Linked DNA regions of Rattus norvegicus: all the other regions are linked to region 2. The links are chromatin contacts, called in public Hi-C maps. All regions are on one chromosome and are shown on one strand. Each heading gives the region's core, a stretch centred on a gene start, on an enhancer-like site or on the middle of the called end of the contact. The rest is flanking DNA. Distances are from core to core; before and after follow the strand shown. Region 1 has its middle 150 kb from the start of Nrip1. Region 2 holds the start of Nrip1 (nuclear receptor interacting protein 1). Region 3 has its middle 250 kb from the start of Nrip1.

The links. Hi-C and Micro-C count contacts between places; a contact is called where the count stands out from the background.
Region 1: a Hi-C map of hepatocytes shows a contact between it and region 2, with 2.1 times the contacts expected there. The contact joins the enhancer-like site here to the promoter of Nrip1 in region 2. A contact is called at or near these places in 6 of 12 Hi-C or Micro-C datasets (the A7r5 cell line, Schwann cells, hepatocytes and 3 more).
Region 3: a Hi-C map of kidney shows a contact between it and region 2, with 9 times the contacts expected there. The contact joins the enhancer-like site here to the promoter of Nrip1 in region 2. A contact is called at or near these places in 2 of 12 Hi-C or Micro-C datasets (the Rat2 cell line and kidney).

The regions. Positions count from the first base shown.
Region 1 is chr11:28,612,121-28,615,976 of GRCr8, forward strand. No RefSeq gene overlaps it. Among named protein-coding and RNA genes, the nearest start is that of Nrip1, 150 kb to the left of the region's middle. Within about 2 kb of position 1,646, at least 18 of the 93 cell types and tissues checked have an H3K27ac peak or open chromatin away from gene starts, as enhancers often do. A contact at or near this core is called in the A7r5 cell line and hepatocytes, where this site is marked.
Region 2 is chr11:28,464,547-28,468,315 of GRCr8, forward strand. Nrip1 (nuclear receptor interacting protein 1) reads right to left here and starts at 1,866. Exons shown (of 4, transcript NM_001100560.2): 1 at 1,689-1,866.
Region 3 is chr11:28,717,936-28,721,603 of GRCr8, forward strand. No RefSeq gene overlaps it. Among named protein-coding and RNA genes, the nearest start is that of Nrip1, 250 kb to the left of the region's middle. Within about 2 kb of position 1,321, at least 5 of the 93 cell types and tissues checked have an H3K27ac peak or open chromatin away from gene starts, as enhancers often do. A contact at or near this core is called in kidney, where this site is marked.

The DNA.
Region 1 (3,856 bases), core at 396-2,895, 150 kb after region 2:
CAGCTATCAAAAACAACGACTTTATGAAATTCGTAGGCAAATGGTTGGAACTGGAAAACATCATCCTGAGTGAGCTAACCCAATCACAGAAAGACATACATGGTATGCACTCATTGATAAGTGGCTATTAGCCCAAATGCTTGAATTACCCTAGATGCCTAGAACAAATGAAACTCAAGACGGATGATCAAAATGTGAATGCTTCACTCCTTCTTTAAAAGGGGAACAAGAATACCCTTGGCAGGGAAGAGAGAGGCAAAGATTAAAACAGAGACTGAAGGAACACCCATTCAGAGCCTGCCCCACATGTGGCCCATACATATACAGCCACCCAATTAGACAAGATGGATGAAGCAAAGAAGTGCAGACGGATAGGAGCCGGATGTAGATCGCTCCTGAGAGACACAGCCAGAATACAGCAAATACAGAGGCGAATGCCAGCAGCAAACCACTGAACTGAGAATAGGACCCCCGTTGAAGGAATCAGAGAAAGAACTGGAAGATCTTGAAGGGGCTCGAGACCCCATATGTACAACAATGCTAAGCAACCAGAGCTTCCAGGGACTAAGCCACTACCTTAAGACTATACATGGAATGACCCTGGACTCTGACCTCATAGGTAGCAATGAATATCCTAGTAAGAGCACCAGTGGAAGGAGAAGCCCTGGGTCCTGCTAAGACTGAACCCCCAGTGAACTAGACTGGTGGGGGGAGGGCGGCAATGGGGGGAGGATCGGGAGGGGAACACCCATAAGGAAGGGGAGGGGGGAGGGAGATGTTTGCCCGGATACCGGGAAAGGGAATAACACTCGAAATGTATATAAGAAATACTCAAGTTAATTAAAAAAATTTAATAAATCACATAAAAACAGCATCAGTCACTTAAACATGTAATAAACATTAGTTTTTATCATGTAAAAAAAAAAAAGCTGGCAATGATGTCCCCTAGGTGCCTGAGCCAACTGCCTTTTTTTTGTAACAGATAAAGAGTCTTCAGGATTTGAATTCTGTCGATTGTTATGGGAGTTGTTTATAAAGTTGCAGTCTGTGATGGTTAATGTTCATTATACAAATCAATTGTCTGTATGGCTAAGTGATACAGTTAAGAATGTGGATGCTTTTTCCCAGTTTATGAACACTATCATTCTTTTATTAACAGCACGCTCAGGCAAGTGGAGACTGACAGGAGTTGAAGTGATTGTTCAAATTTCAGGTTTTGAAATGAATAAGGATGGTTGTTTAGGAACACACCAAAAATGGCTCGAAATAGCCTCTCAATCTACATATCACAGATATGACCTCTTGGTTTGCAATCAAAGTAGCGATATATAAACAACCCATGAAAAGGGAGTTAAGTTACCCAAATCGGAAAGGTAAACACAATCAGTAGAATATAACTCCATAGGGATATGCAAAGGGAGGACAGAACTCTTACATAACCCACGTTTTACTAAATCTCTGAGGGCAGATGTCATAGCAGTTGCTGGAAATCTTTCTATGGTTTCCAGGATGTGTTTGCATCTTTTCTTTTTTTTTTTTTAAGCACCTACTGTATTGTGCAATCCATAGTCAGAACTGACTAATTTATATTAGGTTGCATCTTGAGGATGACTCAGGTCCAGTTCTCCCTTAAAGGGTTTCAACCGAGCAGCATGTGGGAATCATATGCAAAGAAGCTTCTCCAGGCAAGACAGAGCACAGCCTGGGGAAGGAAGGTCACAAGGGTCAAGCTGATTACCTCCTCCAGCTCTGGCAAGCTCAGGGCTCAGCTGGGTTACCCAAGTTCACCAGGAGCTATTGACATTCAGCCGGTGCTCTCTCTCATTACCAGATCAGCAGGGAACCGTCTGGGCTTCACGTTAACTCTTCTGTGTCCTGTTCCAAGATTTCTGTAAGGCCGGAACCAGAAACCCTGCAGCTCAATTTATTCAGGATTACCATGCAAGAAGTGAACCTTTATATCAATGTCTGATTCCATTTTCTAGGTGGAAACAACAGTCCACATAATCATTTCAAAGGCGCTAGATTAAAAAAAAAACACGAGGAAATAACATGTGTTTCAGGTTTACCAACCAAGCTGCAGTCTGAGTTTATTCCTAAAGTGAAAGTGCAGGGAAATGTTTAGTCTTTCCAGTAACAAAACAAACAAACAAACAAACAAAAACCGGGTCCTACTTAGTCCTGAATACATAGTTACTTTGATTTTTCTATTTCCTTCTTTTACAAAAATACCAATTGTCCCAATTCATTGTCATCCAGAGGTGTGCCTTTATTAGCTAAATTCATTAGCTAAGAATTGAAGTCCAGGCTCAGGGAGGAACTGTGTGAGGTCACAGACCCAGGTAACTGTGTGGTAAGCCTGTTGCTTCAGGCTTACATTCCCCGCTGACACATTAGAACCTTCGAGAAGTGACTTAACCTGTCTGGCTCCATAACATTTTTTTTCTTTCTGTAAACTGAGAATAATATTTGATGAATCCACAAAGCACGTTGCTATGGTAGCAACCAGAGGACTGACTCACTGTTAAATCTAGGAGCCGCTATAGTTTAACTGTAATTGCAAGACTGCCCTGTTTAGTATTCAACTGGTCCCAGAGTACACATTAGGCCTAATCCTTAGTTCTCTTATGCCTGAAACCTTTGATCAACTGGGTGGTGAAGAGCTGTTCACAAGTTAGGCCAACTTGTCTTTACCATGTGTGTGTGTGTGTGTGTGTGTGTGTGTGTGTTCATATATCGTATTATATTTAATATATTAAAGGATTAAGTATTAAAGTATAATCTATTCTCTTAAGGGCTAAGGACTTGGAAGACACAGCCTTACCCTGAAAGGAACTTAGAGTTTTTCCAGAAGATAAGGCAGTTATGAGCAATGTGGTTAATTCTGAAAATCCAAATGTATAATTTAGAGCCCTCTTGGACTTTGGAGTTGTTACCCACCTTAATTTCCAGCTCTGTTCAATGACTAAGCTAACTGCCAAAAGCAAGGCACTCATAAAGACTCTCTTCTGTGACTTTGATCACAAAGGCAAACAGAAACCTTCTGATCTACCTGGTTCAGCAGACCGGTCATTCTCCTTATTAGGTCTTTAGCAAAGTGGGAATGGAATGCATGGGTAATGCTACTTGAGAGTGATGTTTAGCTCTGTCTGACCATGTTTCTTCCTTTCCAATTTCATTCTCTCCCTCCTTCCCAGCTTTAGCCTCTGGGATTTTTTTAATTGAGCTTGCTGAAACTAACAGCGCTCCCCAAACACTCCTTTTTGAGTCCCTTTGTGCTGGGTATGGATTGGTTATTCACTCAGGTAACAGCTCCGGGCCTCTGAGTCATCTTTGATTTTTTTTCCTTTGCTTTGACATGCACGATTTTCTCTCTCTATCTCATCCACACTGTGTTCAGTCTGGGCCTCATTTCTCTTTATCTTTTTCTTAACATTGATCTATTTCGGTGTTCTTCTTTTCCTTCTCTCCCTCTCCCTCTCCCCATCCCTCTACCCCTCCCTCTCCCTCTCCCTCTCCCCTTCCTTTTCCCCCTTCCCCTCTCCTTTCTCTGTAACACTCTCCGAGGTCACTAGCTAAAATTTGAACTAAAGAAGGTTACATTTTAGTAACAATATCCTGACTCCAACTTACATATGTCATCCTTCTGCTATGATATTTACTGTTTTCTAGAACCTTTCCAAGTCTTCACTCCTTTTCCTCTTCTTCCTTCTCCTCCTCTTCCTGCTCTTCCTCCTTCTCCTCCTCCATGCAGTCTATATATTTTACTGTGTGGATGCTCCCTGCCATCTGCATTTGCTTGTCTACAGTTGATATTCTATAATTCTTTAAGAATGGGCTCATAGATACCTATAGC
Region 2 (3,769 bases), core at 616-3,115:
TTTAAGGATATTTTCTTCTCGCTCCTTGTACTTTAAGTGTGGAGTCTTCCCAGTACAGTATAGAACAGGCTGGGGTGAGGCTCCAGTTTGCAGGTATTGCCTGCGGCATGACTGACTCTCCTTTGTCTCTACTAAGTCCTACACAGAAAGTTCCTGTTGGATCAATTAAACCCTATGGACAAACTGCTGGGCCAAACCAGGGCAACTCACTTGGAAGGGGAAGATTTCAACATTTTCCCAGGCTGCAGCCACTCTTAGGGGCCATGCATGTGAAGCACCCACCGTTTGCTTAAAAAGTCGACTCCGTCTCTTAGACAAAGGTGGCAACCTGATGATTAAACACTGGATAATTGCATCTGGAAGATGCCGCCCACTTGCTAAACCCATGATTCACTAATAAGCGGGTTCAATGTAATTCATAACTCTAAAGAATGAATTACCGAAGTCCCTGCTTTACAAAACCCAAGAGATAGACTACACATCGTTTAAGCATACACACAGACAGACAGACACACAGACACTCCAATCTTGTTTTACTTTTAGACTGTCTCTCTTTCTCTAAAAACACTGTTTTCGCTCAGTGTCACAATCAGTTACAAGAGCAGACAAACTCCAGCCTGGTGCCATCAAAAAAAAAAGAGTTAAAAGTTCTTGCACCTAACAATGTCCGGACTTCCCTCTAACTAAAATGATCCATTAATTTAAAAAAGTAAAGTATTTTAACGTAAAATTACCTAACGTTTCATACTTCGTTTGCGACCGCCAGAATCCAATTAAATTTCTGACATGATGGAAGGTAGAAACTCGTGGAATGCCTCAGAGATCAACATGTGTCAGACTCACTGCCTGTCCGCCTTTTAAACACAGTGGATTCCTTTGTTCCTTCCGTCTGAATATCAACTCCTGATTAAAATTTGGAAACTACTTTGGGAAGGATGGGAGGGTCTAGGGGAATGTTTCCGCGGAAGAGGGTTTCTTCTAGCAACAATAGTAGTAAGGAGGACAGTGGCACCAGAGAGAAGAGCAGTCTCTCAGGACTTCACCAGGCTCACCCGAGTGAACCCCTCTCGGATGCTGGGGGAACTGGGCTGAGGCCTCGGGTGCAAGGGGCCTCGCCCTCCTCGGCAGGCGGGGAGCTCGTGCCCAGCAGGCCGGGCCTGGGGCTCAGCGCTGTCCCTTCTCCGAGTCACTTTTCCCGGCCGGGAATCGGCGAGCACCGCGCAAGGGAGAAACCGGCGATAGGCGGGGAGCTGCGCGGGCGCCACCGCGAGCACCGCTGGGCGGCAGGACCGAGCGGGGCTGCAGCCAGCGCCCGGGGCTCGGGGCCAACGGGGGCAGCCGGGCGGGCGGGCGAGCTCGACCCGGGCCCCGCGATCCGGCCACCCGCGTGGGTCCCGGCGCATTACACCCAGGGCGGCTGCGCCCCTCGCGCCAAGGCTGGCACGGACGAGCCCGCGGCTGGGAACTCCACAACTTGGCGGCTGCGCCGGCCGGGCCCGCGAGTTCCCGGGGAGAGCCGGAGAGGGGCGCGGCGGCGCGCTGTCCCCGGGATCCGTGTCCCTGGAGCCCCCCGCGGGCCTCCCCCGGCCTCCGCCGCCTCCACGGGCCGCGCACCCAGGCCGTGCCCGGGCGGCTCGGCGTCCGCTCAGCGAGCTCCGCACGGAGCCCGGGCCGCGATCGCCACTCACCGAGGCCGCCGCGGCTCCGGGCCGCCGATCCGCGTCGCTCCCTCCTTCCCAGGTTAGCCGTGCCCTGCGGCCGCGCGAGGCCACGGGCGCTGCGCACCGGCGGGCTGGGGCCGGCTCGTCCTCCGCCTGCGCCGCGGTCGCCGTCGCCTCCCGAGTTCGGGGCTCTGCTGCAATGTCTGCGAGGCTGACTTTGAGCGCCTCGCTCGCCGCCCGCCCGCCGCAGCCGCGCTCCTCCCTCCGCCGCCGACTTCGCGGCGGCCGGGTCCCTCCCCTCGCTGCTCCACGCCATTCAGCTCTTCAGCCAAGTTTCTTAACCCTTTTCTGCCCCTCCCTCCCATTGTCACCCGGGCGGAGCGCGCACCCGGCGGCTTGCCGGAGCCCGGGAGCCCACCCGGCGTCTGCAGGCCTTCTCGCCGGTGCTCCGGGTGGGGGTCCGGGTCTGAGCGGCCTTGAAGGCAGAGGGAGGACGCGGTTGAACCGGAGAAGGGGGGTGCTTTGCTCCCCGAGCCGGCGCCCTGGCTTCCCAGCCGCGTCCAGCCAGCCGCCTGGACAGATTCCCCGCTAGGGGCCAGGCGATAGCCCATGTCACCCTTGCGGGGGCAAACGCTGGGGGCACCAAAGGGGAGTCGGGGCGCCTTAACCCTACCCCAGGTTCCCCACCTAAGGGCTGGCACCTTAAATGTCTCCCTTTCTCCCGTTTCAACCCACAAATACGCGTTCTCTTGGAGCCCTTTACCCACCCTCAATTTTCCACCTCCTTGAAATCTGTGTCCCGCTTAAATTCCGGAAGCCACGGCGCTATAACTCTAGGTCATTTTGACCCCATCCTCAGCACCTAGTAGGACCCAGTAATAAATATGGCATGATTGCAAGCGGAAAACTGGGAAGGAGACCTGAGGAGTGCACAGCTCAGCTCCCTAGACGGACGCAGGACCCAGGAACCTGGTTTATCTTCTGCTGCTTTGTCACTGCGAAGTCTCCAGTAGGGTCTGCCCGCCAATCTGCACCACCCCCAGGAAGGATCTGACCCAACAGGACTAGAAGATGGGCTGGCACTTCTTTAAGCAGCTCTGCTGGGTTCAGAGTCTCAATAAATAACAATTACATCACGGAGCCAGGGTGGCAGTGCAGCGAAACCTGGGTTTCCTGCAGCCTGGTCTTGCTGAACCCGCCTCTGAATTTGAGGGGGGCTAACAGATTGGTGAGGCTAGAAAGTGGAGGGAGGAGAGAAAAAGACGAAACCGTGATCTCTTCCTCTCCTTGTGTTTTCTGCTTTAAAATCCTATTCTCTCTACTCCCTTCATATGTTACTTGTGAAGCCTCCTTTTAACGCTCCCCCTACCCCAGATGTCACGTTTGTTTTTGACTCTAGCATCTTGCCATGAAAAGAATCATTTGCAGAAGTTGTTTTCGCTTGACATAAAAAAAAACAAAAACAAAAACAAAAAAAACAAAAAAACCACTCTAAAGTACATCTTTGGTTCACCCTAAACTCTGAAGTGCTATGCCTGTGTTAAAATACTTACTGACTAAGACAATTTTGTGGATGAAGCTGTCTACTCTCATACACACGTTTTCATATTCTTAGGAATTTCGGTAGCCTTCGGAAGCAGTTATTGATGTACACCGAAACCAAAAATTATCCAAGGGACCCCACTGTGTTCTTTACTGTTATATAATAGCTCTATAGCTATTTTTCCGATTTTTCAAATGAGCAGGGTCTGGAGTATGTTCCCAATCTTTAAAGTAAAGGCAATTTTTCAAATTAATTCTTCATAAAGCTATACCCTAGCTCAGTCCTGAGCGCATGCTAGAAGTATTTTTGCTTAATGCTGATAGTACATATTAAAATACTCTCTCTTCTCCTAGAGATTCACCTCTGCAATCTGTTTTCATCTAATGTGTAAATCTCATGTAACAGCATAGCACGTGCATTTCCCACTGTTCAAAATCTGCTTAAAGCAAACTAGTAAAGGCAGCACTTGTCCCAGGCACCATTATCTTTTGGACAGCATATATCCCGGATTGACACAAAGCAAATGATTACAAATTAAATGACCAGAATGATTGTAACTTAGCTC
Region 3 (3,668 bases), core at 71-2,570, 250 kb after region 2:
CTGTATTTTCTCTTCAACATTTGTCATTATTTTATAAATAAAATCCTTCTGTCACTATCAAAATATTAATGTCTTCCTCAGACCCTTTTCATTTCAATTTCTTTCCATGCATTGTAGGTGGAAAAATAATAGTTTCTTTAGCCTATATATTTTTTTCTTCTTTTCACTTTCACTAAATTTTTGTCTTCTATACCATTGGAAATTCTCCTTGTACTCAGATTTCATCTGAACTACAATTCATAAAGATCAAGTGTCCCTATAATTCATGTATGCATGCCTAGAGTACATATCCTAAATGTTTATTAGTGATAACAGTAAATATCAATCAGCCACTAATGTTTTTTTTTATTAACTTGAGTATTTCTTATATACATTTCGAGTGTTATTCCCTTAATCAGAGAAAGAAATGTTTTTATTGTGAAAAAAAACCATAAATGTAAAGTTCTGTATGTTACTCATGGTCGGGGTTCTCAGAAGGCTTATGAGTTATTCAGGGAGATAGCATGATACAAATGAAATCATAACTAACAAAGCTCTGAATAACTTGTTCCTGGGGTGTGACATAGATTAAAGCTCCAAGAAGTGCTATATGGTCGGGGCAAACTCTAATAGAGGAGGTGGCGTTTAATCTGAGCTGAGGCCAAGAGACGGGTTTAAGAGTAGACAAGGAGGCCAATGGAGTTCTGAGCAATAAAAACATGGTCAATGAGGATGGAGGTACAAAAGTTCAAAGTGCCACGGAGAGCCCAAGAAGGCAGGAACAGAGTCCTTACGAATTCTGAGGACAACAGGTTTCAAACACAGAATAATCTTGGGGTGACGGGTTTCTTTTATCAAGTTCCTGGTTGCAAACACCGGATGGTCATTTCAGGGGATTCTGCAGTGTAACACGTGCTCTTTGAATAGATTGATTTGTTTCAGTACTCAGACAGTGTTGCCAGGAGAAGGGCGGGGTGGTGAAACTATGAAAGCCTGGAAGAGGGGATTCATTGGTTGAGAATAAAGGAGGCGTAACCCAGTAATGATCAGTTTTAGTTGAGGCAAACGCTGAAGCAGTCAGTTAAAATGGTAAAGAAATAAAAAACATTTGAAAATTGTTTTAAGAAATAGAATGTGAATATAGGAGATCATTCCAACAAAAGTTTGGCTCAGTTCTCACGTGTGGAGGAAGACTCATCATTGAAAGGAACCATGAAGGTGTAGGAGCAGTGGAATACAGCGGTAAGGAGTCAAGCAAGAGAAAGTCCCACTGGTAATCCACCCCCTAGATGCCAAGGTAGAGCATTTGTTTAGTCATGAGTTTTCACTGAATAGTTCACACATCACTAGGAAATGCTTCACGTAACTCAATATTTCCCTCCACTGCCAACGCGTATCAACATACCAAGAGGACTGTTGCAGAATGATTTATTACGCGAATAAGATCTTGAATACGTGTTTTCATTATGCTTTGAGGATACATATCAGTGAAGATACTTAAAGAAAAACTCTAGCCACAAAGGTCTGGGAAATGCCATAGTCCATGTGCTTCTCCGTCTCAAGTTTTTAATTTCCCCAAGTGAGCCATTAACCACAGAGAACACAATCAAACATGACCTAATCGTTTTAATCCCAAATCCAATATGACTAAAAATTTGCCAAGGCAAGTTTCAAGTGTGCCCAGATGTAAACGGTGCTCTGCAGAAGGGAGTAATAAATCTGTTCTGCTCTGCAGTGAAAGAACACTCTTGGCACACCGCACCATTGCACCTGTGCACACTAGTGCAGAGGGAAAGGCAGCGAGTTGGCCGTTCACAGACTGTGCCATCTGACTACCCAGGTTGAGCCCATTCCTTGGTCCCAGAATAGTAACGGTTGCGATAAACGTTCAGACTTTAGAGTATAATGTACAAGGATTCTCTGCTTCTTGGGTTAAAGGTCAGGGGTGAGAAGTCACTGAGGTCAAATTTACTGTAGCCTTACACTGGTGACTTAGAGGACAAAGAGAGGTTTGTTGGTAATCATCTTCTTGCTTCCTGCTGAGTCCACATAGAATTTGGGAGGCTCGTTATGAAATTGGGAAGCGTCACTAGTGTGCTGGGAGAATCCTCCTGTGTCTCTAGCTTAGTTATGAGATCCTGGGCAAATTACTGAACCCATTTTGCCTCTGGCTTTCTAATCTGAAGGGAAACTAGGCGAGTGAAAAAGGAAAGCACTGGATTGCTGAACAGTTTTACAGTAGTTCCTGGATTGAAGAAACACTAACACATTTTCTTTTACATGTTTTCAAATTTACTAATATATTGCCAAAACCCTGTAAGAGCACCTCGAGTAGAAATTAGTCATTTCTGAGAGGACAACGGTATTCCCAAGTTAGTCCTCTCTAGCCTGCATGTAGTTTCTATTTCCAATTTTTTTTAAAAATTAAATAGCAAATAAAATAGAATTCCTTGCGATAAATTCTGAACCACAGAGGTCAGTGAGTGATTTCTTGAAAGGCAGATCTGGTGCAAAGTGGATAAGTCCTGAGAGTCTGGAGAATGTGAGTGGATTGCCTTAAATTTGGACTGAGAATTGAACAAAGGCAGAAGAGAGTGGAGCAGTGGCCTGTAGCTACCCGGACATGGAATGGATTGCATGTTAGATAATGACCCCCAGGATCCTTGCTAGCAGGATGGATTTCAGAAAATGGTAGACAGAATATGTCCAAACCACATGGGATCTGATCTGCCCACATATTCTACATATAGAGCTCATCAGAATAAGCAGAAATTGGAATCTGAAAAGGAGGCTTAATGCCTAAGTGTCAAGAACTATATCCACATGGTACAATACTATGTGCTATGTTAAATATGTTGCTATCAGGCTGTGACCTACCGAAACACTTTGTAATTTATAACAACAGTTTTACAGGCTGCGCCTTACTGTAGGAGACTCCATCATTTGGAGCAAGAAGGATGACTGCAGGTCCTGGGTAGACCCAGAAACTATATCATCTATCAGACACACACCCATCTAGCACAGACCGTTAAGTGACTTATTCTTGGGAGCAGAAAAAAAGCCATCTTATGAGTTTATTGGAAAAAATTAAAGCAGGGGATGACAGTGTATCAACCTGTCATCCAATACCTATTACGAGAGTCAAGAATCACTTTGCAGAGGATTCTCTAGCTGTCCTTGGAGCTTTAGCTTGGCTTGGTCCTTCATTATTGATGAGACTAACTCAAACCCTGGCCCATCTACTTGTCAGAACATCTGGACCTGGACCTGCTGTTTACTGCTCTCAGGAATCACTTTGGCCTTGCACCTCACAGCTGAGCTCTGCAGCTTCGTTCTCAAACCCTGGCATCAGCAGGTACAGACTGCAGCTGCCTCTGGCACTGTTCGTTACAGACTCTTTCTCGTCTCACTTCTGGAAACTCTTGAACTGTGATGTAGCCTCTTTAACCTGCATTCATTGTCACACACACACACACACACACACACACACACACACACATATTACTGGGTGCTGTAAATATATGATGTGAGAGTTAATAATAGCAAGTAAGAGTTGAATAAAAGAACCCAAGTTTAGCAAGAACCATACAACAAATTGCTATCGTTGACACTGATAAACTTTCTGAATTTGTTGTTACCCAGTAAAGTTTGATCTTGTGCAAACATAGACACATTTCATGTATGCACAG